2 separate regions of the Zea mays genome follow, and region 2 is linked to region 1. Evidence: chromatin contacts called from public Hi-C data. All regions are on one chromosome and are shown on one strand. Each heading gives the region's core, a stretch centred on a gene start, on an enhancer-like site or on the middle of the called end of the contact. The rest is flanking DNA. Distances are from core to core; before and after follow the strand shown.

Region 1 (3,280 bases), core at 275-2,774:
CGAGTGCAACCGCAGGGCTAGGCTGTCTGTGGCTGGCTTACGGGCCGCCACCGTGCCGGCCTGCAGCTCGTGCCGGGCCGGGCCATAGCACGCGGGCCTTCGTAGCCGTCCAAACCCGGCCCGCTTAACGGGCCGTGCCGACCCGAACCCGTTATTAACCGTGCCGGACCGTGCTTGGACCGGACCAAAATCGTGTCGGGTCACGGGCCAAACGGGCGACCCGCGCTGTTTGGACATCTATAGATGAGAGGAACGCGAGAGTTCAACGAGGAGCATCGTCAGCTTGTGCTGCCGGGTGCTGAGGCGGACGACCGCTACCGGCGCGCAGCTGGCAGATGAGCGGCGCCGCTGGAGCAGCGAGAGAATGCGCACGATGTTGCCGCCAGCAGGAAGCCTAGGCATATGCGCCCGGTCGTGTTGTTGTTTTGTTAAACTGGACTTTATCCTTGAAACTGAAATGGAATGTACGAGTTCAGAACAGTAAGCTTTGCACTGAAGAATACAGATCGAGCCACTAGTGTATATATATGTCGATTTCCCTTTGACGGGCAGCAAAGCTTTATTTTCACAGAAGGACATGTATACAAACTACATGCTATTGACGGTGACATGCACCGGCACATGCGCAGTGAAAATCACAAAGCGCAATGCGGAGCCATTTTGCTCACTTTGGGAGCATTGATAGGATTAAGAGAACGACCCATAGGTCACGCTGAACTCAACGAACTTGTCGGCGTCAGGGATCGCGTCCACCACGGCCGGGTGGGCGCACAGCCGGTCAGCCCACGCCACCAGGTTGGGAACCTTCGCCTCGTCCAGCAGAGTGACCCCCGCGATCTTCTCCACCGCCTTCACCCAGCCGACGTGCGACACCAGGGCGATGTCCAGGTACCCGACGCTGTCCCCGCCGAAGTAGCGCTTCCCCTGGCCGAGCTGCGCGAAAGCCTCCTCCAGGAGCTGCAGGGCCGCGGACAGCTGCCCCGCCGCCTGCTCCTTGTCCCCGTCGTACGTTCCCTTCAGTACGCGGATCGCCGGGTGCATCTGCGTATACGTACACGTCAACCAGCCAGCCGGGAAACCATCATTGCTAAATTTCTGTGGAGAACCGATCAGAATTGCGTGCTCGATCAGAGGAAGAGCTCGGTCGGTCGGTTCGAGTCGACTAGCTAGCTACCTTGTCGTCGACGTACTGCGCCCAGAACCGCTGGACAGCGCGCGCGTAAGGGTCGGCGGGGAGGATGGCCGCCGGCGCGCCGGAGGACCAGACCTCGTCGATGTACTGAACGATGATTAGGGACTCGGAGAGGGGCTTGCCGTGGTGGAGCAGGACGGGGATCTTCTTGTGCACCGGGTTCGACGCGAGCAGCAGCTCGCTCTTGCTGCCCACCACCTCCTCCACGAACTCGTACTCCACATGCTTCAGCTTCAGCGCGATCAGGACGCGGATCACGAACGGGCTCGGCCATAGGCCGATCACTCGCACGGCGGCCTCCGACATTTTTTTGCTCGGATCGAGTTCTTGGCCCAGGGGAGAGCTCTACTGACAGGTGACAGCACTACTGTTTCCGTCGTGAATCGTGACCTACAAATATACCCTGAGGACAAGTTTGCTGCGAGTTGCATGTGGATATATGAGCTCTCGCTCGTTCTTTTCCCTTTTTCTCCACGGGCTATCTAGAGATTCTAGACGTCCTTGCGTGCGTCATGTTCCGGACACGCGAGCGGATCCTCTGTACTTAGAGGATTTTTACTTCCTCCGGACACAACTGCCTCTTTTTTGAGCGTCGTACCTTGCATTTCCAGATGAGGAAGCTGCTGTGTGCTGGATTTTGTGCGGTCGACCAGTTCAGAACAGTACACCTTGCCAGTCAGTCAACCGTTTCCTAATCAAACAGGAAGAGAGAGAGACAAAGAGTTGACAGAAAAAATGAACATTTTTCTCCTTTTCTATGAACTAGACTAGAAGCACTACACAAAAACAAAAACTTCCTACGGTTTTTTAACTTCATACAGCTTTTATAATAAACCGTAGAAAATATAAATAACTTCCGAGAGGCAATTGGTAGCTCTAGGAAATAAACATAACTTCCTACGGTGTTTTATAAAAATTGTAAGAAGTTAGCTTTCACATGCTAACTCAAGCGTGTGGTCAAACAAGCCGCTAACTTCTTATGGGCTACAGTCAGCCCAACTAACTTCCTACGGGCTACAGTAAGTCGTAGGAAGTTAGTCAGCTGATGGCGTGAAGCTACTAACTTCCTGTTGGGGACTTGTTCTCAAATGCTATAAATTGAAAACAAGGCAACATAAAATGTTAAATATTAAAACCCTTTGTCCGCTGAAGTATTATTTCCCTGAGGATTTAATGAGCTTCGGACGAAGGTTAAAGATGATGAACTACAAAGGTCTCACATTCGTAGTTAGAAGTAAAATAACGCAGAATAAAATATAAAACGTTAAAGAATATTAAGAATAGCTCATTTTATCTTATAAACTGAGATATTAAAACATGGTGTTTGATTACATTTATACCTTTGCCTTGACAGAGAGCAATAATTCCTGTTGGGCCTATGCTTCGTCGCCGAAGGTCTTGCAGGGAGAAGCAGTCTTCGACGGAAGCTGTTTGTATAAAATGGCCGAAGGTTCCTCTTTGTGAAGCTTCGGTATTGCAAACCGACTTAAAGATAGAATGACCTTTTAGTCCATAAAGGTCTGAGTCAATGTTGTAAGTTTTTATAAGGGGCTTACTTGTAATTCCTCACAGGCTGCGTCCTGTGCCTATAAATAGTGAACAGTATTCCATTACTGTTCACGCATTCGAGTTATTGCAATCGCATCTTCTGGAATCCAACCTTTTGCCAAGGCAAAGGTATTAATGTATTCAATGATTCAATACATTAAATAGATACAATGTAATTTGTCTATGATGTATTTATCCCCTTTATACCTTTTTATGTTATCTTATAATTTTTACTGAAATTTTATTACGAAGACTTAAACTTCGTAATTATGCTCTTATTAGCCTTCGTCCAAGGCCCATTATCCTCAAGGGAATAATGTTTCATGGACGAAGGACATTGACATTTAACATATTATGTTGTCTTGTTCTTAATTCATAGCATTTGAGAACAAGTCCCCAACATTGGCGCCCACCTCCGGTGAACTCACTTCCACTTTTTTGAGCTAATGGCTTCGTTCAACGACCAAACTGGAGCTGCTTCGGACCCGAAGCTGGTGCTCCCGATCACAGGTGGCTCGTCCTCAGAACCAGCTAACAAGA
Region 2 (3,280 bases), core at 229-2,728, 130 kb after region 1:
AGGGACTCACTCGAGTACTATATGGAGGAGAACCGGAGCCACCACCAGAAGCTCGCCGTCGGCCAGCGCCAAGGCCGGATCCGAAGCCGCCGCCGCCGCCGCCACCGCCATGCTAGGGTTGGACCGGTCGCTCACCCAAGTCCAGGCTTCGTGAGTCGTGACCCCACTTGTCACTGATGTGAACTGGAGCTGGTGTGCTTGGCCGACTAGTCTGTGCACATACCCATTTTTACTTTGCCTAGTGTCAGTTCAGGAACTAGGCAAACAGACACTTTGCCTAGTGTCAGTTCAGGACACTAGGCAAAGAGGCATTTTGCCTAGTGTCTTTTTTTGACACTCGGTAAAATATTTTTTTATTTTCTTTTTTGCTTCCAAACTTTTTATGATATGTTTCTATAGCACCTAGAATTACATGTAAAGTTTTGATAATTTTTAAAAATGTTTAGCTATATTTAGTAAATTTATTTCATTTAATTGAATTTCGTCTGATAATTTAAATTTGAACTGCAAGTCATTCGCATAATGGAAAAATAGATGGAAAAATGATATTCATGTTATTTAGTATAATTTGAGGCCTTATCCGGTAACATACCAGAGATTTCGAACATCATGTTCACAAAACTTGACCACAAACGTGTGGTCTAGTTGTTTTTAAATTGCATAAAAAGCAAATGAAGTCGGAAAATCATAAAACTTGTCGAGATGTCATGATACCATATGTGGAGGCTATGATAAAAATTTGACAATATTCCATAAAAGTTTTTATGTACAATGCTTACAAACCAAAGAATTGAGAGAGAAGTTTAATGATTTAATGTAGAGGCCGACTAGGTGGTAACTATCATTCGTGTCAAACTTGTATGAAACCTTGTCAACTTTTTATCACAGCCTCCACATATGATATCATGACATCTCGACAAGTTTAATGATTTTCTGACTTTGTTTGATTTTTATACAATTAAAAAACAACTGGATCGTAAGTTTGTGGTCATGTTTCGTGAACATGATGTTTAAAATTTATAGTCTGTTACTCGATAAGGTCTTAAATTATGATAAATAACATGAATATCATTTTTCCATCATGCAAATGACTTGCAGTTCAAATTTGAATTATCAAAAGAAATTCAATTAAATGAAATAAATTGAGTAAATATAGCAAAAACTTCAAAAAATTTACCAAAGCTTGACATGTAGTTCTAAGTGCTATAGAAACACATCATAAAAAGTTTGGAAGCAGAAAGAAAAGAAAAAAATTATTTTACCGAGTGTCAAAATAAGACACTAGGTAAAGTGCCTCTTTGCCTAGTGTTCTAGTCCGACACTAGGCAAAGAGACATTCTTTGCCGAGTGTCGAAGTCAGATACTCGGCAACGTTAACGGTTGGTGGATGGTGTTAGATGACGACACTAGTTTATCAAGTGGTTTTCTTTGCCTAGTGTCTGGCACTAGGCAAACACCCAATTTGTCGAGTGTTTTTTTTGCCTAGTGTCTGGCACTAGGCAAACATTCGATTTGCCTAGTGTTTTGCTTTGCCTAGTGGCGGATACTCGGCAAACGACTGATTTGTCTAGTATCTTGTTTTGCCGAGCGTAACACTTGCCTAGTGCCTGTGAATTCATACTCGGTAAAATATTTAGCGTTAGGCAAAGTTTGTCTCTCCCGTAGTGAAGAAGTGGAGGTAGAAGGAGAATAGTTCTCAAGGTTGAGATCCACGTCATCGGCACCTCTAATCTGAGTTATACCATTATTTATGGAGGGTTTTTATACTCTCTAATAACAACTCCAAATATTTTTTGTTGATCTCGAAGATTCGTAAATCTTGATTTATGGTTCCCTCTATTGCTATCTAGAGGTAACCCCACAAGCAAGAAATACGTCGATAATGTTTCGTTGACGATGGAACCAATGTCAAATTTCTCACTTGTCAGCCGTCAGAAGTATTGCCAGCTGACAAAAAAATAAAATTGGTTGCCGCCCTGCCGGCATGTGATGTTGCCGATTTCTTGGATCCTCGTGCAAGCAATAAAAGCCCTCTAGATTGTTCCAACAGTCTGTAAAAAAATAAGCGTTCGAGCTACATGCTAGAAGTCAATCAAAGCAAGCAAAAGAGGTGGCATCTCAGCAGCTGCAGAGGATGCTCTGCGTTTTTTTTTTCATATATAAGAAGATAGACTCCCCGGCACATCCCTCCGCAGAGAATTAAGCCAACGGAAAAAAAAAGAAGAGAGCTACTACAGCAATGGCCGGAGGAGATGACCTGAAGCTGCTGGGCCTGTGGGCGAGCCCGTACGTGCTGCGGGTGAAGCTCGCGCTCAGCCTCAAGGGCCTGAGCTACGAGAACGTGGAGGAGGATCTGAGGGACAAGAGCGAGCTCCTGCTCAAGTCCAACCCCGTGCACCAGAAGGTCCCCGTGCTGATCCACGGCGGCAAGCCCATCTGCGAGTCGCAGGTCATCCTGCAGTACATCGACGAGGCCTTCGCCGGCACCGGCCCGTCCCTCCTCCCCGCCGACCCCTACGAGCGCGCCGTCGCTCGCTTCTGGGCCGCCTACATCGACGACAAGGTACGTACGCACGCATGGCCTCAGGTCCTTCTCCAATCGATTGCGTGAGGCGCGCAGCGCGCAGGCTCGGGCTCTTGTATAATTGACCGACCGTGTATATACACACGCGTTGCGCGCAGATGCTGCCCGCCTGGAACCAGTCGACGATGGGCAAGACGGAGGAGGAGAGGGCCGAGGGGAAGAAGCAGTCGGTCGTGACGGTGGAGACGCTGGAGGGCGCGCTGAGGGACTGCGGCGGCCAAGGGAAGCCCTTCTTCGGTGGGGACAGCGTCGGGTACGTCGACGTCGTGCTCGGCGGCCTGCTCGGGTGGGTGCGCGCGTCGGAGGAGCTGCACGGCGTCAGGCCCTTCGACCCCGAGCGGACTCCGCTGCTGGCGGCGTGGTCGGAGCGCTTCGGCGCGCTGGATGCCGTCCAGACGGTGATGCCCGACGTCGGCAGGCTGCTCGAGTTCGGCAAGGCGTTGATGGCACGTCTGGCGGCTGCGGCCGCCGCCGGTGCAAGCAATAACTGAAAAGGGCATGGTGTATCCGTCATGTGTTTCAGGTTTTCGTATAGTGACAAAAAAAAAGGAAAAAATAATGCTAGCTACGCATCGGAACGCGGCTTTGTGCTTTGCCGTCTCGCCGTTAGTTCAGCTTATGTGATGTGAGTGTTGCCGTGCATGTGTGTGTTACTTCAGATGTATCCTGTTCGGTTCAGTGATTATATGGAACATT

What was found. A called contact is a pair of places that touch in the nucleus more often than the background predicts.
Region 2: a Hi-C map of ear shows a contact between it and region 1, with 1.9 times the contacts expected there. The contact joins the promoter of LOC118476021 here to the promoter of LOC542634 in region 1. A contact is called at or near these places in 2 of 25 Hi-C or Micro-C datasets (ear and tassel).

What each region holds. Positions count from the first base shown.
Region 1 is chr1:82,101,998-82,105,277 of Zm-B73-REFERENCE-NAM-5.0, forward strand. LOC542634 (glutathione S-transferase GST 34) reads right to left here and starts at 1,525. Exons shown (of 2, transcript NM_001112159.1): 1 at 1,175-1,525; 2 at 527-1,041. The coding sequence starts at 1,498. The coding sequence ends at 688.
Region 2 is chr1:82,234,001-82,237,280 of Zm-B73-REFERENCE-NAM-5.0, forward strand. LOC118476021 reads right to left here and starts at 1,479. Exons shown (of 9, transcript XM_035964038.1): 1 at 11-1,479. It overlaps LOC541850 (glutathione S-transferase42), which reads left to right and starts at 2,158. Exons shown (of 2, transcript NM_001319764.2): 1 at 2,158-2,563; 2 at 2,683-3,280. The coding sequence starts at 2,240. The coding sequence ends at 3,075.